Linked DNA regions of Mus musculus: regions 1, 2, 4 and 5 are each linked to region 3. A link is a contact called in public HiCAR-type, HiChIP or PLAC-seq and promoter capture Hi-C data. All regions are on one chromosome and are shown on one strand. The core of a region is the stretch at or near the end of the contact, and the rest is flanking DNA. Distances in the headings are between cores, read along the strand shown. Region 1 holds the start of Tnrc18 (trinucleotide repeat containing 18). Region 2 holds the start of Radil (Ras association and DIL domains). Region 3 holds the start of Snx8 (sorting nexin 8). Region 4 holds the start of Foxk1 (forkhead box K1). Region 5 holds the start of Rnf216 (ring finger protein 216).

Region 1 (4,726 bases), core at 483-2,982, 2.4 Mb before region 3:
CACCCCCAGCTCTCTCTCGAATCTTCCCTCTTTTTTTTTCCTTCTAAAAGTGGAGGAAAGAAAAATAGAACGGATGAGCACTAACTAGCTCATTAAAAAAAAACTCTCAAAAATTGCCTTAAAAATGGATTTTCTTAAAAAAAAAATAGCAGCAGCAGGAAAACGCTGAGTCCGCAGAGCAGGGCGAAAGAGCGGGCTTCTTTTGTTTTAATTAAAACCCTATAGTTGCTCTCGAGGTAGGATCTGCAAGGCTCTCTGTCTTTCCAAGCTTCCTTTCCAGGGTAGGTAATGCCTAGCTGGGCTCGGGCTCCGAGAGGGTGCAGGGGATCTCCCCACCCTTTAGAACGGGTCCCTTCGGCAAGGATCACACTCCCTGGGTCCCCAGTCAGGTAGACTGCCGTCGGCGGCTCCCTGCCACTTAACTTCGAAAGTTTTTTTTTTTTTTTTTTTTTTTTTTTTGCTGAAAGAGCAAAATAAAAGTACAAAGTCTGGGGGATTAGTGCTCCCCTCCCCCTCTGGCCGCCGTGGCCAGCCAAGCACTTTTGGGCTTGGCTTGCTTCCTCTGAGCTCAACAGATTTTTTTTTTTCCCTTTCCCGGTCTCGCCCTCCCTGGAGGGGGCGCGGCGGATGGAAGGCGAGAGAGGCCCCCAGCCAAGAGGTTTTTAATATTACACCTTAATAGGTTTCAGAAGGCCCCGTGGAGAAATGCTAATAGGGCTGAAATGTCAGAACCGAGAGGGATTCAGCTCGCGTTCCGCCGATCTAATCCTTTTTTCTGCTCTGGTTTTTCTTGGCGGGGAAAGGGGGAAGGAGGGGCGCCCACGCCAAAAGGGGCTTTGGGGAGGGGCGCGCGGTGCGCACTCGGCCGCAGAGCCCCACAGCCCGGGTTTCTATAGGAACCTTTTATAAGATGCAACTCACCGCTGCCGACCGCCGCGGCCTGTCCAAAATATTAATCAGTAAAGCCTTCTGACACCGCGTTTCAGGGAGGGGACCCGCAGGCAGGGGCAAAAGGAAAAAAAAAAGGCCTTGTCGCCTGCCTGCCCACCCCACCCGACCGCGACTGCTAGGGGGAAAGGGAATGAATCGCTGCTTTATTTTAAAAGGCGAGAGTGAGCGAGCAAGCGAGAGAGAAGCAGGCCTTGTTATTTTTCGTCTGAACCTCGCTCTTTGGAGTGGCACCCTAGAGAGGGAGCGCCGGGCGCGGGCGCAATGAGCAGCTCGCCGGTTCCCGGCTCTTCCCGGCTAGCTTGTCACCTCCTCCCGAAGAAGGAAGCTGACAGGAGGCCTTGCAATGCCCGGGATTGCGGCGACAACCATCTTCCTCTATTTTGATCACTCAGCCCAGACGCAGGAGGAGGGGCTGGGATGTGGGGGGAGGGAGAAGGAGAAAGAAGGGGGGGGTCTGCTGGAGCTGGTGTGGGGGAGGGCTGCCTAGAAACGGCTCGGAAAAATTCTCACCACCAGTTTTGATCATTCAGCCCCGCCGTGGGGAGCCTGGAAACTGCTGGAGCCCCGAGGTCCGTAATTGGTTTTATAGGAATGGCTGAGGGCCAAGGTGTTTACATGCGCGTGATGGGCGGCGAGCGGGACCAATGCGCTGCGGCCGGGGGCTGGCCCGAAGGGGGGGGCGGGCACCCGGGAACAATGCGTGTTTCTTCGCCTGCGAGGCTCCCCTCCCCCGTCCCCCTTAAGCCCCCCCTTCGCTTTTTTTTTTTTTTTTTTTTTTTTAGATCCAGCGAGAGGAACTTGAAAGGGGGGTTGTGTAATGTACCTTTTCCAATCCCGGGCTGTATATGGAGATTTGGGATTCTTTAAACCGGCGCTACCTGGATTTTATTAAAAAGCGGGGAGCTCGGCGGGAGGAAAGCTGGCTTTTCCGGGGGCTGCGGGAGCGGGGCCGCGGGAGGGCGGAGGAGTTGGCGCGCCGCGCGCCCGGCCCGGGGAGCGGTTTTCTACCAAAAAAAGGAAAGGCGGGCAAAAAGTGTGAGGCGGCTGCGGGTGGCGGAGGGGAGCGGCGGCCGAGGGATGGCGGGCAGTACGGGCGCCTAGCCGCGCCAGGAACCGCGGCGGTTGCCGGAGTCGCCGTCGGAGCCTGGAGCCCGGAGCCCCGCCGCGCCAGGTACGCTCCGGGCCCCGATGCTCCCCGAACTTGTGCAGCGTACCCCTTGGGTCCGCAAAGCAGAAGGTCCCCGAAACAGTCGGGGTCCCCAGAAGGGAAGCGGAGGGCAGGGATCAGGGGGAGAGGACGCATCGCTGCGCCTTGGACTCCCACCCGAGCTCTCAGTCTGCAGCACCGCCGAGGGCGGCGGTTCCCTACTTGGTTCCCGGCAGGCGGCGGGCTAGCCCGGGGACGCCGAGACGGTTTCGATTATAGGCTGTTTTTAATTAAAAGCCGGAATTCAGCCATTTTAGCTGCATTTAAGAGGGGAAAAGTAGAGAAGGACGCAGTGGAACCCCGCAGATAGCCACGCCAGCTTCTCGACCATGGCAAAGGCTGCTCCGTAGGGCTTCACCCCGACTTCCTTAAAGTGGGGCGCCTGGGCTCTGCCTTTTTCAAAACGCTGCCTTTAATGAATATTATCTTTAAGTGTATGCGGGAAGCTCCTGGCGCCTTTGAGACAAGTATCCCGGGCTGTGACGATCCTAGATTTTTTCAAAAGTAAACGCGATTCTGGTAACCAGAGCCTGATAAAGAGCGAGGGCGGGCGAGAGGAAGAGGGGGTGTTGTAACCAAAGCCACGTTAAAATAGGCGTCCTTAGCAAAGTTGGGGGAAGAGGACTTTTGGGTCTGGGCGTAGGGCGGCTGGTCACCCGGGAGCTGTGGCTTAGTCTCCGTCTGCTAGAGCGCCCCGGTTCTCCCGGAACCAGGGGGTCTAGAGTAGCCTGGGGCTGGTAGTCAGGGAGGGAAGGGTGGGCTCTCTGAGACCTCCCTACCCCCTCGGGAACAGGAAAGCGACAGATCTTTTAAACAAACAGCTTAAATAGGACTTACAGGAGGGTTTACCCGATGCTGGGGAGGCGCCCCTCCGCTGGCCCGCGCTGTTAAGTTATTTTTTTTCCTTTGTAGGTTATTTTGGGGGTGTGTGGGTCACAAAGCTAGGGTAGAATTGAGATCTTTGGAGACCCCTTCTTTCTTCTCTGATGATCCCCAAATCCTCCACACCAAGCCACGTTCTCCGGGCATCGGTATTCCCAGGCCCGGGCGTTGGAAAATGAAACCAAATCTTGTTTTGAAGGAGTCTTTTTCCAGTTCACGGGCGAGAATGCCACGTCTCGGGGACTCGGATTCTGCGACTCCCAATGGCCCAACGGGGGCAGCAGGAGGGGGGCGGTGATCTTCCTTTAAAAATAAACCCGTTTCGTATCTGACCTTGGTAAACAACAACAAAAAGCCCCTAAACCGAACACCCCTTTTATTATTATTATTATTATTCGCGGCTCACAAGGAGAAAAAAAAAAGGGAGACGAGGGCCCTAAAAAGGTTAAACATTAAACTTTGCGAATCAGATAGTTGGTATGGCGTTATGGACACATTTCAACCAACTCAAAAGCATTCGAAGTTTTAAACCTCCAGAGCTTGTGACGCCTGAAAAATAAACTACGGGTTTGGATTTAGCTGAACGGGCGCGGTCTGTTGAGTGGCCTTCCCCAGTTAGGGAGAACTTCGTAGGCAAGAGACGGGGCTGGGACACAGCGAGCCGGGCCGCTTCCCTGAGCCACGTCCCTGGGAACCCTGAACTGCTGGAGGAAGGACCCTAGGTTTTCGCATTTCGAGGAGAGGGGGCGGCTACTCCCGATTTTATTTCTGGCCACCAGCTCGGTTCGCTACTCTCCTACCCTGAAGGGCGAGGCGACTTTCTGAAACTTGTTTTCTTTTTTTTCTCTTTCCCCTCCCCTTTTCCCCCTTCCCTCTTCTGTGTCTTCCGCGGTCTTCCCTCACCAAAGATACCGTGTACGCCTCCTTCCTCATCTCCGCTCAGCCGCCCGGAGGGGACTCACCGCGGGCGGTTCATGCGCCCCGGGCCGCGGGCCCGTGGTTGAGCGCAAGCCCCGCTGGCCGCCGCCATGCACGCCGCGGAGCGCCCGCCACCCGAGGACACTAGGACTACATCGAGGCCGAACTTTTAAGTCCCACTGAAGCAGGCCGGCGGGCCGGGTGGGGAGGCTGATCGCGGCACTCCCGCGGAGGATGGATGGCCGAGATTTCGGGCCCCAGCGGTCCGTCCACGGCCCCCCGCCGCCGCTGCTGTCCGGCTTGGCCATGGACAGCCACCGCGTGGGCGCGGCCACCGCCGGACGCTTGCCCTCCTCGGGCTTGCCAGGTCCCCCGCCGCCCGGGAAATACATGGCCGGTCTCAACCTTCACCCGCACCCGGGTAAGTGTTGCGCACTGTGCTAGCACCCACCCTCCAGCTTTGATGGGGATATTAGGGCGGGAGCCCAGGTCAAACCTAGGCGGCTGGAGCTGGGCGTCTCTGTCCGGTTTCACCAGGGTGTGCAGGAGGCTCGCTCAGCTGCTAGCGCAGAGGTCGGTCTCCAGGAAGACAGACCTGTCCCTAGTGTACCAGATAGTCTCAGTCCTCCTGAGGCTCAAGTGTCTGCAGTCACAACCACTCTGGGGGATCCCAGTCCGAGGGCTCTTGAGGAAGAGGAGTTTGCAAAAATAAAATAAAAATAAATAAATAAAAACCTGTAGGCGCGAAAACAGCGTGTCAGCTCCACA
Region 2 (4,886 bases), core at 1,641-4,140, 2.2 Mb before region 3:
TGAGCCATGTGCTCCCCTAAAATTCAGATGCTGAAGTCCCAGTACCCCGGAATGTTATTGGAGGTGGGGCCTTTAAGGAGGTAATTTTTAGTCGTTTGCAACTGTCTTCATCACTTTTACATTGCTGGACAGAAACAACTGAAAAGAGGAATACTTTCTTGGCTTATGATTTCAGAGATATCAGTCCTTGGTCACAGGCAGAGCATTGCATTTTCGAGCAAACCCTCATGAGGTAACAGAAAGAAAGCAGCAGACAGAAAGTCTTCAAGGATGACAATCCCTCAAAAGCCTGTCCCCGCGACCTGCTCCTTCTGGCTGGGCTCACTCTATAATGTCTTTACAGCCTTCCGAAATAACACTGCCAAATGCTGGCCACACCTTTGAAACGTAAGCCCAGGGTGGATGTTTCACATTCAATCCACTACAGGCCACAGATCATCAGTCATTTAGTACGTAAATAAACAATCTTAGCTGTGTCCCAGTAAAACTTTACAAAAAGTAGTCCAATCTGGCTCCCATGCTGTATGTAAGCAAACAATTGTAGCTGTGTCCCAATAAAACTTTATTTACAAAAACTGTCCAACCTGGTTCCCAAGCTGCAGTTTGGGGTTCTCTGCAGAGACAGGGGTGGGAAGTTTGGAGGTGGGACTTGGGTCATGGTCTGGGATGTGGCAGAAGGAATATCCAAGCCTGAACCCAGCCTCTCTTCCTAGCTCTGATAACTGCCTCTTCAGGTTTGTTATTGTTTGTAGGAAATTGTATGGAAGTATTCTAGTATATTGTTTGGTTACAGCCTCCCAGGCTGAGGTGCATGAGGAGGCTGGTGTGAATGGGGTGGTGCCCTATAAGGGTGCCCTGTAAGGGTCTATGGGGGGCCAGTGAGGTGGTTCAGCAGGTAAGAGCACTGACTGCTCTTCTGAAGGTCCCAAGTTCAAATCCCAGCAACCACATGGTGGCTCACAACCACCCCTAATGAGATCTGACGCCATCTTCTGGTGAGTCTAAAGTCAACTACAGTGTACTTATGCATAATAATAAATAAATCTTTTTTTTAAAGGTCTATGGGGAGGGTACTAGTTCATCATATAGACAAGCCAAGTCTTAATTGACCTTCAGTCAATGGACTTCTGAGAGACACTACATCCTCAGGAAGAAGTTGAATAGTGGGAACCTTTTAAGAGTTAGTGTGTGTATCCGAGCTGGGCTGGGTAAAGCCCCCAAGCATAGGACCTGACAGAAGAGGTGCTCTGTAAATGTCTGTCCCCTTCCCCTGGTCTCAAACATGGGGCCATTACTTTACAGCAGCGGTTCTCGACCTATGGGCCACAACCCCTTTTGGGATTGCATATCAGGTATCCTGCATACCAGATATTTACATCCCAATTCATAACAGTAGCAAAATTATAAAGTAGCAGTGAAATAATTCTATGGTTGGGGGTTACCACAACATGAGTGTTTTAGTTAGGGGTTCATTGCTGTGAAGAGATGCTATGACCAAAGTAAAAGAAACATTTATCTGGGCCTGCTTACAGTTTCAGAGGTTCAGTTCATTATCATCATGGTGGGAAGCATGGCAGCATCCAGGCAGGCATAGTGCTGGAAGAGGAACTGAGAGTTCTGCATCTCGATCCGCAGGCAGCAGGAGGCTGACCATATGTCATACTAGGTGTAGCTTGGGCATAGGAGACCTCAAAGTCCACCCCCACAGTGACACACTTCCTCCAACAAGACCACACCTCCTAATAGTGGCACTCTCTATGGGCCAAGCATTCAAACACAGAAGTGTATGGGGCCATATCTATTCAAACCACCCAGTGAGGAACTGTATTAAAGGGTTGCAACATTAAGGAAAGTTGAGAACTACTTCTCTACAGTATAGTTCTTGACAAACTGCCCACAAAAAGATATACTTCTCGGGTTAGGGTGTGCAGTTTGAGATCACTGAACATACCAGAGAGAAGTCAAAGCAAAATACATTATTTGGGTCAAGGACCTAGAGCTGATTTGGTCCCATTTTGCATGGTTTAAAGTTAGTCTGCCATAATTTGACTTGTGTTTTTAAAATTCTGGCTGCTTAGGGTTGAAGTGATTCAGTTGGTAGAGCATTTGTATTGCATACATGAGGCCCTTGGTTCGATCCCCAGAACTACATTAACTAGGCATGGTAGTGCAAGCTTGTAATTCCAACACAAGGACAATGGAGGTAATAGCATCAGGAGTGCAAGGCCAGCCTTGGTCACATGGAGTTTGAGGCCAATCTGGCATCTATGAGACCCTATCTAAAATGTAAAATAAAATTCTACGAAGGATACATTAAAATTAAAGAACTGGGGTTAAATGCTGACAACACACACTATATACACGTATGCAATTGTCAATGAATAAATAAAAATATATTCAATAAAATAAAAGTCTGGCCTTCCTGTCCCTGGTCAGTTTCATGCATATTCAGTTATGTACCTGTCCATCTTTGTCCACCCCTCCACCTTCGTCCACTAACTGGGGTGGAGGCCAAACACCACCTACTTGATCATAGAGTACACAACCCCAAAGCAGGGGGGCCCAAGAACAGGCCACGCCCTTCTTTCCTGCAGCCCCGCCCCTTGAGATACCACGACTCGACTTTGGGAAACTAGCCCCGCCCCCTTGCCGAGGCCACGCCCACTCAAAGGCCACACCTCTTAGAGAATCGTTCTTACCGTTGGGGACCAGAAGGGGGCGCTAGCGCACAGCCTATCTTTCTCGGTCGGCCAGGCCCGCCCTAATACATGTGACCCCGCCCACTCGAGGCTCCGTCTCTGCCCATTGGGCGCTGAGGTGTCAAGTTTCTGTTCGTCTCGCCCGACTCCCCGCCCTTAGAGGCTCCGCCCCCAGAGGCCCCGCCCCTTCGGAGGCCTCGCCCTGTCCGTTGCGCGGCCGGCAGGAGGCGCTTCGAGCCGGGCGCCAGCTCGGCTAACGGCGGGCGTGGGAGCCGCGCGCGGGGGACGCAGCTGACAGGCTGCGCTGAGGTGAGTGCGGGGCGCGAGAAGGAAGGTCAGCAGAGGCCGAGGATGGCCCAGGAGGTGCGGCTGGGCCACTGCGGGGACCCGCGGAGGGTGCGGAGACCGCGGGCTGAGACACGGGTGGCGGGGCACGCGCTGGGGCGGGGCCGCGCTGGTCACGGTCCCCACGGCGAGTCCGGGCGCGATGGAGGCAGGCTTGCTCGGTTGCCATGGAAACCGGCGAGCGCACGGGGCCTGGAGCGGCCCGGGGGAGCTGCACCTGAAGGCCGGGTGGGCGCGGGTTGCGTGGCCCCGTGGACTTCCAGGGGCAATCCGGGTTCCGTCACTCGTGGCCAAGGGACCTTTCCAGGCCTCAGTTTACCTGGTAGTGCTTTGGAGGTGCAATCTAACCTGGAACAACCCGAAAGAGCTCAAGGCGGGAGTCCCGCACTCGCCCACCAGGATGGTGGTGACACCCCCGCCTACACCCGTCCCGCATCGCGTCTCCTCCCCATCGGTGTGCCCGCGAGAGGCATTGTTTCTCCAGCTATTTCTGTATCATTTCCAGCCAGTCCCCCGACAAGTGCCGCGCCTGAGACAGATGCTGAGCTGGAGCTCCGAGGCCCTCAAAGGGATCTGGCTTCTGTCCCTGGGGAGCCCTGGGATGGGGGCCTGACAGGCTGCAGACCTGCCCGGCCCAGCCTCTGTCGCCTGTCGAGTGTTTGGTTAATCTGAATTACCAAAAAGAATTTGATTACTGGTGTCTCTCGGTGCTGCGGGCCACCTCTTGTGCATTCCAGAGAGGAGCTTCTCTTTAATCCTGCTGGGAGAAGTCAGTCCCTTTTTGCTAAGTGACTAGCGGCCCAAATGAAACCTGATTGAATTATGCTTGCCTTTAAAGCCGCCCTCCAGCTGGAGCCATAAAGATAGGATTTGTGGATGAGGGGAGGAGGCTAATGCGCCGTCTGCAAAGTTGACTGCTCAGTTTTTCTTCTGTTGGAATGATAATGTGTTCCACATTGTCCTGTTGGAACAGAGACGTCCCTCCACCCATGTCAGCCGTCGTTGACCTCACTGCCTGCCTGGTCTCTGTGACTTAACCTTACTTTTTTTCCTTTTCTTTCTTTTTTCTCTTTTCTTCCTTTCTTTTTTTCTTTTTTAAAAAAGCAGAATCGGAGAACAAGAAAAGAGACAATTTCTGAGGCAGCCACGGCGAGAGCCCTGCGTGTACTCTTGACTCTCTGGGACCTGAGCTGTCCTCAAATGTTTGTGTGTCAGAGGCGAGAATGAGGCAGAAAAAGGAAAAGACAGGTCATACTTCCAGAAAAACAGATCTGGTTACCCAGGGCGTACTCGCCTCTGTAGGACTTTCCCTGAATTCCAAGTGGCCTTTTGAGAAACATTTTTGTCCTGTGTGGACAAACAGGCTCCACTCTTGATTCTGTGATTAGGAAGGAAAGAGGTCTACAAGCCACTCAGGGCCACCTCAGGGCCCACTCTTTAGTGGCCGTGGGGAGGATGGGCATAAAAAAAAAACCCAAACTTTCTGAAAAACCAAGAAGCGAAAGCTCGGCATTCACTGGGACTCGGGGCCCTTGAGGAGAGACGCTGGTGAGGAGTGAGTCACACCCACCCAGGTTCTGTCATCTCCTGCTCTTCACACTTTTCCCAGCTCTGTCTTAGAGTCCCTCCGGACAGGAGGGAGGGGCCACTTCTGAGGCTCCAGTTTGCACCCCGTGACCCCAAGACCCTAGGAGGGGGCCTAGTAGTTACACATTTGTACTTTTCCATTTCTCTTGCCTCTTATTTATTTGTGTTTTGAGTCAAACTGCATAGCCACGGACGACCTTGAACTTTAAAAAAATATATGTTTATTTATTTATTTTTTTACCATGCGTCCACATT
Region 3 (4,828 bases), core at 1,425-3,924:
AACGTCTTGCCAGCATGTTTAAATCCCTTGCTTCCATCCATCCATCCATCCATCCATCCATCCATCCATCCTTCCATCCATCTCCTTACAAAACTGTGAGTGGCGGTCCATGCCTGTACTGTCAGCACAAAGCAGTTGGAGACAGGAGGAACAGAACTATTCAAGGAGCTGGGCAGAAAGCTCAGCCAGGAAACTGTTTGCTATGCAGGCATGAAGATATCAATCCTGCAGGAAAAAGCTAAGTATGGTGGGAGTTGTAGTTTCAGAGAAGACAGGCTCATCCTTGGAGCTTGCTGGCCAGACAGCCTACATGTCCAAGATGGATGGCTCCTGAGGGGGAATAAATCTTAGGGGTTGTCCTCCAAACTCTACACACACACACACACACACACACACACACTCACTCACTCACATGAGTTTAAGGTCATCCTCAATTACATAGAGAGTTTGAGATCAGCCTGGACTATAAGAGACCTTGTTTTCCAAAACATACAAAAACCTTAATTCTTTTGTTTTTGTTTTTCGAGACAGGGTTTCTCTGTATAGACCTGGCTGTCCTGGAACTCACTTTGTAGACCAGGCTGGTCTCAAACTCAGAAATCCGCCTGCCTCTGCCTCCTGAGTGCTGGGATTAAAGGCGTTCGCCATCACACCCAGCTCTACCCAAACTTTTGAACCACTTTTGCTGTGGGGTGTTTGCCAGAGAAGACTGCTCTGGCTTAGGCTTAAGCCAATAGAAAGTATTAGCCCACTGGGGATTACACTGACGGGATCCCAGTGTCACACTGAACCTCTCTTAGGGTGAGCTTTTAAGCATGAAAACCAAATATGTCTGGGTTGACATATTTCGGTTAACAAGGACAGTTAGCCAGAAGCAGAACTACAGAAGCTGAAAAGCAAGCTTAGCACTTTCCCAGAACTATGGGCTTTGATGGATCAGGTCTTCATTTTTGGCAGGTGGTGTTTTGTGCTGAGTTTTATAGCCTGGATACTCCTTCCATGATGGAGCTAAGATCTGGGGCTCTGTTACACTTCTACACAATAGATTGTAGTCCTGGAAAATAAAGGGAACTAGACGCAGCTACAGCCAAGCTTAGGGCTTTAAAAACTTTAGAGGCACCAGCAGGGAGACTGAGAGGCATCCTAGGGCTCCAACCTTGGAGCCTTCAGTCCACTCCATGGAAATCATTAGACATCAATATCTGGAGAGGCGAGGTCTTTACTGTGAAATAAGAAAGGCCTTCCCTGATGGAGTCGAGACAGGGTTTCTCTGTAGCCCTGGCTGTCCTGGAACTCACTTTGTAGACCAGGCTGGCCTCAAACTCAGAAATCCACCTGCCTCTGCCTCCCGAGTGCTGGGATTAAAGGTGTGCGCCACCACACCCAACTGTTCTGATGGAGTCTTATTAATAACCCTCTTCTTCTCCCAGATATTTTTTTGCTTTTCCTTTACTTGAGATAATGTATCTATATGCAGTTTAGGTTGCCTTTCTTTTTTCTTTTTCTCCTTCTTTCTTTTTCCTTTCTTCTTCTTCTTCTTCTTCTTCTTCTTCTTCTTCTTCTTCTTCTTCTTCTTGTTCTCCTCCTCCTCCTCTTCCTCCTCCTCCTCCTCCTCCTCCTCCTCCTCCTCCTCCTTCTTCTTCTTCTTCTTCTTCTTCTTCTTCTTCTTCTTCTTCTTCTCTCTCTTCCTCCTCCTCTTCTTCTTCCTCCTCCTCCTCCTCCTCTTCCTCCTCCTGCAGTTCTAGACTCAGTCCTCATATTCAGCCCCGGGTCAGACACTGCTCCTGTGTGCTCTTACATCCTTGCTTCCCTCTGTCAGTCAGAGGGCCAGGCCTGGAGGTATGTATGTTCAACTTAGCTCCTAGGGAGGCTGAGGCAGGAGGATGTTCTGCCTTAGCTACAGAGTGAGTTCAAGGCTAGCCTGGCTAACTAGACCCCGAGTCAAAATAAATACATAAAGCTCAACGTCCTGGTGTGCATCTTCAATCCCAGCACTCAGGAGAGAGAGGCAGGCAGATCTTTGAGTTTGAGGCTAGCCATAGTGAGTTCCAGGACAGCCAGGGTTATATATTGAGACCCTATCTCCAACAATATACAAATAAATAATAAAGGGCTGGTGATACATAGCACAGTGGTAGAGGGCCAGCTCAGCATGTGGGAGCCTATGGGCTCAATCCCCAACAGAAAGGAGAATGGCCTGGTTATCTGCAAACAATTATGGAATGTTGTTCCTCATCAGTAATCTTCAGAGACCTATTATAGTCAGAAGACCTACTCTCTAGCCATGTTTCACGCTCCAAATCCCAGAAGGTACTAGAACACTGTTCTAATGTCCGTAGCACCTTTCACAGGGGCTGCCCCGGAATTCACAGAGCATGTGTGAGTGGGCAAGCGAATGCAAAAATGAATGGCAGCGTGGGTCAGAGGGTGGGCAAGAAGATGAGTAACAGCTGCTGGCTAAGAGCGGGGAGGTGGGTGCGCACTGGAGGGAGGTGGCACTAAGCAGCTGGGGCGGTACTCGCGCTAGCACTCAGTCTTGGACCAGAGCTGCTGAACGCTGCCCCGGCCGCGGCCACGTGGTTGGGGCGTGGCTCGTGGGTAGGGGCGTGGTCTTACTGCTTGGGGTGAGCGGAGGGGCGTGGCGAGGTTGGCATGGGCGTGGCCACGCCGGACAAGAGCTGGCGTGGGCGGGGCTGGCCGGGCGGGCGCGGGAGGAAGTCACGTGGGCGAGCGGGCTCACATGACTGGCCGCGCGATGGACCCGCTGCCCTCGCCGGCAGTCGCTGCAGCTGCTGAGGCGGAGGCTGACGAGGAGGCGGATCCGCCGGCGACAGGTAGGGCACGCGGCCCGATGGCCCTGTGCGGAGAGCCAAGTGCTTCACACTCGGGGACCACCTGTCAGTGCCACACCTCGCCTGGCCGGGGTGGGGGGGTGGACATTCTTGGGGCCAGCCTCTTCCCGCTGCTCCCTGGGACGCTGCTCTTCAGCCCTCCGTTAGCGAGCGGCCGTGTGGAGTTGCACCTGGGTCTTTTCTGACCCCACTTTGGAGACGTGGTCTAGAGAGTGGTTTATATTCATGTGTGACCATGTCCAGGGAAAGGGATGTGTCTTTGGTATCAGACTCTTTTTCCTGGGGTCCCCGGCTTTGTGGACTGTGGGGACGCATCCATGTGGCCAGAGGCGCAAGGGTGGAGCTGGGCCTGGTGTGTGCCAGCCAGGTCTGGCCAAGTGTCGCTGAGTATGGCCATCTAGAGCATTGGTGGAAAGACAGGTTCTTCTCTTGGGACGAAGGGTTTAGGGTAGTACTTTTAACCCCAGGGGAGGGAGGAGGATGTCAATGAACGCCTCTGAAGAATGGAGAGAAGGTGAAACTCCCCTCGGAGTTGGTCAACAGTCTTTGGGTCTTGTTGGGTAAAACATTGTATTTTTGAGGTTGTATGTTTGAGCCACCACTTAAGTCCCTATACCTGGGCGCCTTGAGAAAGGGAGACTGATCCAGAGCTACTTATGCCTTTTAAGAATGCTTTTTTAAAAAAATATTTCTAACTGTGTATATGTATGTGTGTGTGTGTGTGTGTGTGTGTGTGTGTGTGTGTGTGCGCGCGCGCCCTTGGAGGACAGATGTGTTAGATTCCCGAGAGGCCAAAGTTTCACCTGCCTGTTAGCCACTCAGTAGAGCTGCTGGGACCCAGACTCCTGTCCTCTGCAAGAGCTCTGGAGCCTGTGCTCTGAGCCCCTGCCTGACTCATAAAGCAATTCCTTGTGGCTTGTAGCAGTGGTGATGGGTTAGAGCTCTCTTGGCAAATTTGGGATCTTCCATATTACTTCCTAGAGAACTCAGCTAATGGCTGACGTTAGGAAGGATTTCGTCTAGATTTTTGACAGATCTTGGGCAGTGGTGTGACTTGTGTGTTAGTCACAGCCATGTAGTCCTTCACGATTGACAGGCCATCCCAGTAGCCACGTAAGTAGGAAAATGGGTTTTTCAACCTGTCACTTCCTTCTGTATGTATGAAACTTGGCACCAAGCTGGTGATGTGGCGAAGGAGATTTTCTTCCTTCTGCAAGAAACTTAGTTGGAGTGTGTCTTGGTGGAGCCTTTGGCTGGATGGACTAGAGTCAAAACACCTTTGGGAATCACTCTTGGGAAAACGTATTCTTGTGTGTGTGATGTTCTTGAGAACAGTGTGGCATGGCACAGGGATGGCAGTCAGAGGACAGCTTTGTGGAGTCACTTCTCTCTTCCACTGTTCCTTGAGTTCTAGGGATGGAGCTTGAGGTGGGTGGGCTTGTGTGTGTGAATGCAGGTAGCCACTGAGCCCTCTCACCTGGTCCCGAGGATGGCTTTGCTTTCAGAGGTAAAGAGCTCAGGCAGCGAACTTTCACAGGTTGATTTTCACTTCACTTCCTCTTCCTCTTCCTCATCCTCTTCCTCCTCCTCTTCCTCTTCCTCCTCCTCCTCTTCCTCCTCACCTTTTGCCTAGTAGCCTCCACCTTCACAGTTGGCTGATTTTTGACATCTCAAAGGATTAACTAGTGTGACTTATGGGTACATAGCAGATTTCCACTTTGGCTACCCCTTCAGAGCTGCCGGTAGTAGTCATGCGTAAAGTAGTGTTTGTGTTTGTAGCGGTTTGGAACTGCTGGGAGGAAAATGGGCTCATTGTGGTTTTCAGCACACAGATCCATTATTCGAAAGGTGAACCGTGTATACGCTGCAGGAGATTGGTCCTCAGGAGAACTGAACTTAGTGTGCTGACCTGCCTGGTCTTGAGCTCATAGAGGTCAGCCTCTGTCTCCTGACTGCAGGGATTAAAGGCATGTGCC
Region 4 (4,976 bases), core at 599-3,098, 2.0 Mb before region 3:
ACCGTATACCTCCCAGGTAACACCCTCCCAGGTGGGAGAGGCACAGCTCATCTGTCAGTCCGTCCTCACAGTGAACACTGGGTCCTGGCCTGTGTCGTCAGAGACAGGAGCATACCTAGCATTGTTCAGACTAGCAAAGGTCAGATGTGACCCTGGGGGTTCTGTATAAATGGAATCAGGGTTGAAGGCGATGGGCTGGGGAGGAGTGGTGTTAGTTCAGGCTGGGTGGTATCTCATGATGCTGGCCAGGGTTTAGGTCAGGGCGTGACCACGGAGAAGGGGAGTGTTTCAGGGCTGGAGGGTCTGGAGTTGACCCAAAGTAAAGATGGAGATCAGGGTGAGCTGATGGTTTCAAACCATTCGAAGTCAGAGATGACCTCTGAAGACTTAGGCTGTGTGAGATAAGGGTTAGGGGTGGCCCTAGGACCTTCAGGTTAAGGGAAGTCAGGGGTAACGGCTTCTGGCTGGTAGGATGGGGGTCAAGAGTGACCCCAGGTATTGAGGCCAGGTGGGATTAGGGATAAGCTGGGTTCAGAAAGGGTTGGAGATCATGGGTAGCCAACTCCAACATGGGAGGAGTGGAAGACAGATGGGGTTGGGGAGTGTGCAAGTGTGTGTGTGTAAGTGTGTGTGTGTGTGTGTGTGTGTGTGAGAGAGAGAGAGAGACAGACAGACAGACAGACAGACAGAGTCAGAGTCAGAGTCAGAGAGAGAGAAAGGGGTTAGAATGGACCCAAGTGTTCAGGCCTGTCCAGGGTCAGGGTGACAGGATTTCAGGCTGAATGGGAGTCGGGCCCATCCAGGGATCAGTGCCCAATGAGTTAACTGGGGAGTCAGGGTTAGTTGGGTCGTGATTAAGATCAGGACAACCACGGGGTCAGAGCCAGGTGATGGGTGAGATCACCAGTAACTTAAGGATCAGGCTCAGCTGGGCCGGGTGGGATGGAGATCTGTGTAACCAGGGGTCAGAGCTAGGTGGGATCAAGACTGGGAGATGGCTAGGGAATCAGAGCCGGATAGAGTCGAGATTAGAGGGGCTAGGGCCTGGCAGGGTCGAGATGGAGGAGGGAGTGACCAAGGGCTGGGACCCGGTGGGAACGGTAAGAAATTTGAGGCTCGACCCAGGTGCCAGACCAGGCGGAGGCGAGTTCAGGGGGTGACCGGGGGGCGGGGGGTTCAGGTTGAGCAGGGTCGAGATCACAGAGTGACAAGGAGCCAAGCTGGGCGGGGTAGAGGTCAGGGGTGGCCAGGGGGTTCAGGCCAGGTCCGGAGAGGGGTGACCCGAGGGTGGCGCAGTACTCACTGTTGGGGTAGCTGCAGGGCGGGCGCTCCGCGCCTCTGGAAGGCCCCGTCCACGAAGACGCCGTTCTTGCCGAGACAGCGAAGATAGAAGTGAGGCTCCTGGAAGCTGAGCTGCAGGTGGCGCCGGGAAATGAAGCTCGACAGGCCCATGCTTAGGTCCACCGAGCCCTGCGACGAGTTGCGGCCGATGGTGACGCTGGGCTGTCGCATCAGGAACTCGAACTCCCGACCCTCCAGGCGAGCCAGGGCAGGCCCGGGGCTCTGGCGCACGGAGGCAGCGGCCGCGGCCACCAGGGCGGGCGCGGTGGTGGTGGCAGTGGCGACGGTGGAGGGCACCGGCCCGGGGCCGGGCTCGGCGGGCAGCGCGGGCGGCCCGGGTGGAGGTTGCGCCGGCGGCGGCGGGGACGTAGTGGCCGGGAAGGCGGCGGCCGCAGCCGCGGCGCATAGCACGGGGCTGCAGGGAGCCGAGCGCAGCGCCAGCAGGGCGCGGGCGCCGCTGTCCTCGCCGACTTCGGCCATGTTCGCGCAGCTCCGAGCGGCTCCGGTGGCGGCCGAGGCGGCGCGGGGCGGGGCGGGGCGGCGCGCGCGGAAACCCGGGCTGGATCGTGGCCTGGAGCGGAGCCGGGACACCGCAGGACCCTCGCGCTGCGCGCGCAGCTTCCACTCGAGGTGGGCGGGTGCAGAGAGACACAGAGCCCCCTCCTCCAGTCCCGAAGGGTGCTTGGATTCATCACGTTTTTAGGGGTGTCCTATTGAGGCTGGAGTTTAAAGTCCAGGGATGCTTGAAATGGTCTCTGCTCCTTACTGATCGTTTCTGCACAGCTACTCTTTCTGTGCTTTGCTTTTTTTTTTTTTTTGGTTTGGTATAATGTTGCAAATTACATTTTATTCATTCATTTATTTACTTGTGGTTCTTTACCACGTGTGTGTGTGCGCGCGCGCGCGCACGTGTGTTTGTGTGGTCAGAGAGGACAGCTCTCAGCAGTCTATTCTCTCCTACCCTGTGGGGTTCTGAGGATGGCATTGAGGTCGACAAGCTTGGTGACAAGCACCTTTATTTACTGAACCATCTCGATTGTTCTTGTTTTGTTGTTTGAGATCCTGTCTCATACCAAGGCTAGCCTGGTTTTGAATACCTAGATCAGGCTGGCCTCAAATTCATGATCTTCCTGTTCCAGCTTCCTGAGTGTAGCTATTAAGGTGTGTGCCTAGCCCTTTAAAATCAATTTAAAAATTCATTTTTTAAAGACAGGGTCTATGTATGTAGACCAGATTGGCTTCTAGCTGACGACCAACCCGGCTCAGGCTCCGCAATTCTTGCTGGAGTCACAGCTGTGCACCACCACAGCTGGTTCCCCTTGCTCCTTTTAAGGCGAACAGTTCTGCCTGTTTCTAGGGACTGTGGACACCCGAAGATTGACGGTAGTTGAAAACACTTAAATGGTGAACTTGGCACCATGTGAATCCCTTGAGAATTTAAGGTCCTGCACTGGGATGCTAATTCCCCCAAGTCTTCCCCCAGGACCTGCAGCGCGCGAGTGCATGCACACACATACACACTCGATTTCTCACATTTAATAATGACTGAAGGAGCTGACACAGTTGGTAAATTGCCTGATGGCACTCATCCCCCAAGACAGGAAAGTTCATTCCCCGGGACCGACTTCAAAACCCATTGAGAGCTTCGATCTTCCCAGCGCTTTGGGTAAAAGGTTGACAGATAGATCCCTGAAGCTCATTGGCCAGCCTGCCTAGCCAATCAGTGAGCTCCACGTTCATAGTGGAAACACTGTTTCAAAACAAAAACAAAAACACGAATAAAACAGGGCTAAAGGAGCACACAGTTATTCACGCCTGTGCATGCACCGGCGCACGTGCACACACAAACACAAGTGCAAACATACACACACAAAAGAATGTCTAAAAATAATGATTGAGAATAGAGATAGACATAGGTCTTGCCCTCAGTGAGCTTCATGTCGAAAGATGATACACACGTGAATTAAAGACCTACAGTGATCATTGCAATGCTCACGGCCATGCTGGATGCGTGTTGACAGAGTGCATGTGTGTGTGTGTGGGGGGGGGGCATAGTGTCCTGGGGCGGGGGGGGGGGGGAGGCTAGAAGGGAGGTTTGGTCTGCTCACAATCCCACACTTCCCTGCCTATCCATTCTGGACCCAAACTGGAAAGCCTATCACGGTGATAGAGCCGTGGATTTCAACCTTTCTCATGCTGAGACCCTTTAATACAGTTCTTCATGTTGTGGTGACCTCTCACCATAAAATGATTTCCATTGCTACTTCATAACTGTAATGTCGCTGCTCTTATGAATTATGGTGTAAATATCTGATATGCCGGATGTCTGATAAACAATTTCTCTGTGAGGTCGTGACCCATAGGTTGAGAATCATTTTCTCACGTGTCGTGCTGTCTAAATAAGTGTGTTTGAGAGGTGGGGGCAGAAGCTTTTTTTTAAATTTAGGATTGGTTTTCTTTTGGCTTGGTCTGTGCGATGTGTTTGAGATCAGGCCTCTTGTAGCCTAGGCTGGCCTCCAACTTACTGTATAGCTAAGGTTGAATTTATAATCCTGGCTCCATGTTCAAATGCTAGAATTAACAATGTGAGCCACCATGCCATGCCCCACTCCCGTGTTCCTTCTCATTCTTCAGTACTACAGTTGAGTCCAAGGTCCTGTGTGCTCAATTGCTCCACCTCTTTAAAATATTATTACATTTTATTTATTATGTAGAGGTCAGAGGGCAACTCTCCTTCCACCATTTGGGGCCTGGGAAGTAAGACTTCAGTCCTATTTTAGTGGCAAGCACCTTTACCCACAAAGGCATCTTTTGTTGTTGTTGTTGTTGTTAAACGATTTATTTATTTTATATATGTGAGTACACTGTAATTGTCTTGAGATACACCAGAAGAAGGCATCAGATCCCATAACAGATGGTTGTGAGGCACCATGTGGTTGCTGGGAATTGAACTCAGGACCTCTGGAAGAGCAGTCAGTGCTCTTAACCGCTGAACCATCTCTCCAGCCCTGCACTAAGGCATCTTATCAGCCTGTCAGCACTTTTAGTATTTTCCATTTGCAGACAGGTTTCCCCTAGTTCTCCAGACTGGCCTTATTCTTATGCTGCAAGCCAGACAAACCTTAAACCTGAGACCATCCTGCCTCAGCCTACATGGTAGCCGGATGAGATTATATTTCTGAGTCACCAGACCTGGCTCAGGCACGCACTCTCTGAAAAACGGTGGCAAAAGAACCTGACTTGGCTGTGGGAAGTGGCAGTAGGTAGGCGGTATCTTCCCCAAGTGAGGATACTTGAACCCAAGTGCAGAGGGTGAGCTGGCACAGGTTGGGGCTGACGGCCAAGTGTGGGAGGGCAGCTTCCAGCCAAGGGATGTGCATGCCTAGCACTGGAAGGTCTGTGTCTGGGAGGGATGGACAAGAGGCTACTGAGATGGTGAAGAGGAACCAAGTCATCGGAGCTAGATAAGCAAAAGACCATGGTGGACTCTTGTGGATCTGTGTGGAACCCCAAAGCCATGAGAAGTACACCCATGTGCTTGTAGTGGAGTCACCCAGGGTGCCATGGAGCTTGGCTACATCAGGGGTCAGAGTGACCGTGGATGGTAGATTTGAAGCTACTAGACCAGGTAAAGC
Region 5 (4,768 bases), core at 807-3,306, 2.7 Mb before region 3:
CTCTCTCCCAGTAATGGTGATATATACCTACAACCTAGAAATCCCAGCACTTGGGAGAAAGTTGGAGGCCAGCCTGAGCTACATAGTTAGACGCTGTCAGAACAATAGCAATAAAAAGCTCACAACTGAATCCTAGAAGCATGACCATAGTCTCTGTCACCCTCCTCCTCATACCACTGTTGGCAAGCCTTCTCTTCTGGCATGGTCTGACTATGTGCTCTAAAAGTTCATGTCTTGAAACCTACTCCTCAGTCATTTCTGCATGTTTACTGGTATTTGAAATGGCGCTTCTGGGGTCCATTTTGAGATCATGATGGTGGGGCTCTCACGATGGCATTAGTGGCTTTATAAGCAGGAAGAGACACCCAAGCTGGCACACATACTTTCTTAGATAATGCAATGCCTTCTGTTATTTTATAATTAGGAAGGAGTTTCTCTCCTGATCCGTACTACATGAGAGCCTTTGGTCTTCCCAGCAAGATCACAAGTTCAAGGACAGGCTAAACTATGTAGTGAGTTCAAGGCCAGTCTAAATAACCTAGTGAGATCTTGTCTCAAATTTTAAATAAAAATAAGAAGAGGGCTGGAAATGTAATTCAGTGATTGACAGCTTCTCTAGCATCTATGAGGCCCTGGGTTCAATCTCAGAAACACACACACATACAACATATACACATACACACAAGTGTACACACACAAGCAAAGACACACAGAGCACACACACAAGCATATACACACACACATACACACAAGCACACATAACATACACAAGCACGTCATACACTCATTTGTATACAACATACACACACATAAGCACAGACACACAGAGCACACACATAACATATACACATACACACAAGCACACACACAGAGCACAAACACACCATATACACACATACACACACAAGCATATCTACACACGCACATCCACACAAGCACACATAACATACATAAGCACAGACACACAGAGCACACATACACACATGAGCACAGATACACATATATACAAGCACACATAATATACACACACACAAGCACACCACACACTCATATTCATATATATATATATATATATATATATATATATATATATATATATATATAACATAAACACAAGCACAGGCACACATTACATATACACACCATATACACATACGCATATAAGCACACATACACACACTCATACACACAAGCATACACAACATATACACACACACACAAGCACACACACTTATACATACACAACCTATAGAAGCCCAGACAGAGCACACAGATACATCATACACATACATATACACACATACAACCACACACACAACTTGAGGTTTTTTTATTTATTTAAAAAAAAATTTTTTTTGAGACAGGATTTCTCTGTGTAGCCCTGGCTATACTGAACTCACTCTGTAGATCAGGCTGGCCTCGAACTCAGGGCTTCCTCTGCCTCCCAAGTGCTGGGATCAAAGGTGTGGACCATCACTGCCTGGCTGAAAAAAATTCAATTTCTATTTTTTATTTTGATTTTATGCATATGCATGTTTTGCCTGCATGTATATCGGTGTACAACTTGCATGCTTGGTGCCCACAGAGGCTGGAAGAGATCGTCAGGGATCTTCTAGAACTGAAATTACAGACCACTGTGAGCTGCAATGAGGGTTCCATGAATCAAATTTGGGTCGGTGCTCTTGAGCGCTGGCCAGCACTCCAACCTTGATTGAACAGAGCTGGAACTTTTACTCTTCACCAAATACCTTGGGAGGAGAGTTGGGTCATTTTACCTTTCTCACCTGGTACAGAGCATCACCTCAAGAGGGGATAGATACGTGATTAATCGGTTGATTTCATAGCTAAATCGGGGCGGCTACAGTGACCCTGTGGTTCAGCTGTTCTTTTGTCTTCCCACAGCAAGGAGGAGTCAAGGTTCTGCAGTCGTGGAGCCTGGATGGAGGCCGGCTAGGCACCCATCTCTATGGTCTCGCTCTCCAGGTCCCTCCTCCCCGACTGTCCGCGTCCCTCTATGGTTCTTCCTGTTATTAGTCGGGAGGGGGCGCTGCGCGCAGGCGCGAGGTGGACGCGGTGGCGAGGCCGGAAGGAACGCAGTAGCGGCCTCGGTGGCGGCGGCGGCGGTCGCAGCGGCGGCGGTCGCAGCGGGGGAGCTTTTCCAGCGGCTGCTTCTTCAGGTGAACTTGAGACTGAACTCCCGGGCGTCGAGCCGCGCTCGCGGAGCTGGGCTGGCTGTGTTGGGGCGAGTCCGTGATGGGCGCTCGCGCGCGCGGTCTCCCGGGGCTGCGGGTCGAGCGAGGAGAGTGGCCTCCCGCCGGGGCGCCACCGGGGTGGGGGCGGGGCCCGAGGGGGACGCGCTCGCGAGCCCCGGGGGCCCGGGGACCCGCGCGGGGGGTGACGGGAGGGGAGCGACGCCGACGACCGCTGGCCTGCCGGCTCCCCTCCCGTCACTTGAGGAAGTTTCTCGGGCCGGCCTGCTGCGCGGGGGGCGCCGAGCTGCTGAGAGACGGTTCTCTGGCGGCTCGCTCTGGTGGCCGCGCTCCCCACCGCGGCCTGGAGAAGCGGAAGAGGCGACCGACTGGCGACTTCGAACTCCAGCCCGGGCCAGTTTGGGGCCCCTTGGAGTCCAAGTTGACGCCTGTCATCCCAGTCTGAGCTCCCGAGTGAAGGGGACTTGAAACTCCTGCAGTCGGGAGTCCCGGTGCGTGGTAGCGGAGAGCGCTCCCGTGCGCGTGGCACCCTGGGGTGAGCGGCAAGACCCACGCTCGAGGGGACGAGGCGGCCCCTCGTGGGGCTCCTCGGTGATCCCGAACTCCTTGCATCTCCAAAGGGTGCAATGACTTGGTATCCTCTTCTCCATTGTGCTAAGTGTCTTGGACGCCATCTCCGCTGGGGTTTGTCTTGGATTCGTTTCTTTTCTTTTCTTCATTTTTTTTTTTTTTTTAATTTTTCTGCATAGCCGAGGCTAGCCTGAAACCTGAAAAGTAGAGGCTGGGCCCAAGGGACTCAGGAATTTGCATGCCTCTGCCCTGGTGTAGGCCACCCCACCACATCTTGCCATTATGTTGTTATTGTTATTGTTATTGTTATTGTTATTGTTATTGTTGAGTCTAACTGTAGCCCTTGCGGGCATGTAGCTCAGAGGTCTGCTTGCCTCTGCTTCCTGATTAAAGGCATGTGTCATTTTTCTCCTACTCAACAGCCGCTCTACCTTTGAGCTCCACTCTCAACTCCTTGCTGGATTTTTTTGTTGTTGTTGTTTTGTTTTTTGTTTTTCGCGACAGGGTTTTTCTGTGCAGTTCTGCCTGTCCTGAAACTCACTTTGTAGACCTCAGAACTCAGAAATCCGCCTGCCTCTGCCTCCCAAGTGCTGGGATTAAAGGCATGCGCCGCCGCCGCCGCCGCCACCACCACCACCGCCCAGCTTCCTTGCTGGATTTTTGTTTGTTTGGTTTGGTTTGGGTGAGACTAATGGATTTATTGTGTTTTCCTTCAGAGCAAGGGTGAAAGAGTATGTATAGGAGCCTGTGTGCATCAGGGTCAAGTTTTCATCCCCACCATGAACGGTGACCTTATGAAAGCTCCGTCTGCTTGTTATTTTAACATGTAGAGAAGGGGCTTGTCACTGCCCTTGCTTGGAGGGAAGGACAGTATTTTTATGACCTTAGCTTATCCTAATTAAGAAATAGCCAAGCTCTGCCTTCTGAGGGTAGAGAAGGATGGTGAGCCTGAGGAGATTGCTGAGGCTCTTGAGCCTGGCTTTTGGACACCTGTGAGCCTTTTGCATTAGCAACTTTAGACTTATCTAAAAAGGACAAGAGCAGCTAGTAAAAAGCTCTTGAGGAGGAATTTAATAAAGTGTGGCTCAGGGAGATTGAAGGTTTATGAAGTCTGCTGAGTGTTTACTAACTACAGCATGAGGTAATGTGCTCTGTGTTTACTGTGCTTGGGGCTCTACTGTATTCTAGATCCTTCCAGACAGGAATTCTCATCTTGTCATCATTTTTGTTTTTTTTTTGTTTTTGTTTTTGTTTTTGTTTTTTTGTATTTTCGAGACAGGGTTTCTCTGTGTGGCCCTGGCTGTCCTGGAACTCACTCTGTAGACCAGGCTGGCCTTGAACTTGGAAATCCGCCTGCCTTTGCTTCCCAAGCTCTGGGATTAAAGGTGTGCACCACCACTGCCGGGCTTGTAGTCACATTATCTGTACAAAACATATCTTGTCTGCCTGCCTGTCTGTTTGTTTGTTTATTTATTTGAGACAGGGTTTCTCTGTGTAACAGCCTCAGCTGTCCTGGACTCCCTTTGTAGACCAGGCTGGCTTCGAACTCACAGAGATACTCCTGCCTCTGCCTCCTGAGTAGGGGCTGTTCTTCCAGAGGACTCAGGTTCAATTCCCAGAACTCTCATGGCAGCTCACAACTGTCTAACTCCAGTTCCGGGGGATCCTATACTCTTTCACTACACAGATGCAAGCAAAACACCAATACACATGAGTAAAAATAAATCATTAAAGAAACATTTAGTATGTATATGGACACTTAAGTACACTTAATGGTCAGAGGACAACTTTTGGAAGTCAGTTTCCCTCTACCATATGGGTTCCAGACGTGCTCCTCAGGCTGTCGGTCAGGTTTGGCAGCAAGTGCCCTTAACCTATTGAGCTAATTCACCAGCCTTAGCTGTACAAAACTTGGTGCTAAGTGCTAGGTATAGCTCTTCTTAGTCCTGTCAGTAATCTAATAGCTTTTGTTGCCGGGGAGGGGGAAG

The links. Promoter capture Hi-C pulls out the DNA fragments that hold promoters and counts their contacts. HiCAR-type assays count read pairs that join an accessible place to other places. HiChIP or PLAC-seq counts read pairs in DNA pulled down with a chosen protein or histone mark.
Region 1: a contact with region 3 is called in an H3K4me3 HiChIP or PLAC-seq map of neural tube, with 5 times the contacts expected there. The contact joins the promoter of Tnrc18 here to the promoter of Snx8 in region 3. A contact is called at or near these places in 1 of 39 promoter capture datasets (pre-B cells), 3 of 115 datasets of contacts at active chromatin or transcription factors (large pre-B cells, neural tube and pro-B cells) and 1 of 9 other capture datasets (liver).
Region 2: a contact with region 3 is called in a HiCAR-type map of astrocytes, with 5 times the contacts expected there. The contact joins the promoter of Radil here to the promoter of Snx8 in region 3. A contact is called at or near these places in 1 of 39 promoter capture datasets (the 3T3-L1 cell line) and 1 of 115 datasets of contacts at active chromatin or transcription factors (astrocytes).
Region 4: an H3K4me3 HiChIP or PLAC-seq map of stem cell-derived neural progenitor cells shows a contact between it and region 3, with 4 times the contacts expected there. The contact joins the promoter of Foxk1 here to the promoter of Snx8 in region 3. A contact is called at or near these places in 1 of 39 promoter capture datasets (cranial neural crest) and 1 of 115 datasets of contacts at active chromatin or transcription factors (stem cell-derived neural progenitor cells).
Region 5: a contact with region 3 is called in a promoter capture Hi-C map of cranial neural crest. The contact joins the promoter of Rnf216 here to the promoter of Snx8 in region 3. A contact is called at or near these places in 1 of 39 promoter capture datasets (cranial neural crest) and 1 of 115 datasets of contacts at active chromatin or transcription factors (astrocytes).

Annotation. Positions count from the first base shown.
Region 1 is chr5:142,814,668-142,819,393 of GRCm38.p6, reverse strand. Tnrc18 (trinucleotide repeat containing 18) reads left to right here and starts at 1,732. Exons shown (of 28, transcript NM_001122730.3): 1 at 1,732-2,122; 2 at 3,949-4,379. The coding sequence starts at 4,193. Gm31365 (a long non-coding RNA gene) reads right to left here. Exons shown (of 3, transcript XR_377182.4): 3 at 3,402-4,642.
Region 2 is chr5:142,549,102-142,553,987 of GRCm38.p6, reverse strand. It overlaps Radil (Ras association and DIL domains), which reads left to right and starts at 2,890. Exons shown (of 15, transcript NM_178702.4): 1 at 2,890-3,008.
Region 3 is chr5:140,387,154-140,391,981 of GRCm38.p6, reverse strand. Snx8 (sorting nexin 8) reads left to right here and starts at 2,674. Exons shown (of 11, transcript NM_172277.3): 1 at 2,674-2,834. The coding sequence starts at 2,741.
Region 4 is chr5:142,398,369-142,403,344 of GRCm38.p6, reverse strand. It overlaps Foxk1 (forkhead box K1), which reads right to left and starts at 1,848. Exons shown (of 9, transcript NM_199068.2): 1 at 1,304-1,848. The coding sequence starts at 1,821.
Region 5 is chr5:143,110,308-143,115,075 of GRCm38.p6, reverse strand. Rnf216 (ring finger protein 216) reads left to right here and starts at 2,056. Exons shown (of 17, transcript NM_080561.4): 1 at 2,056-2,177.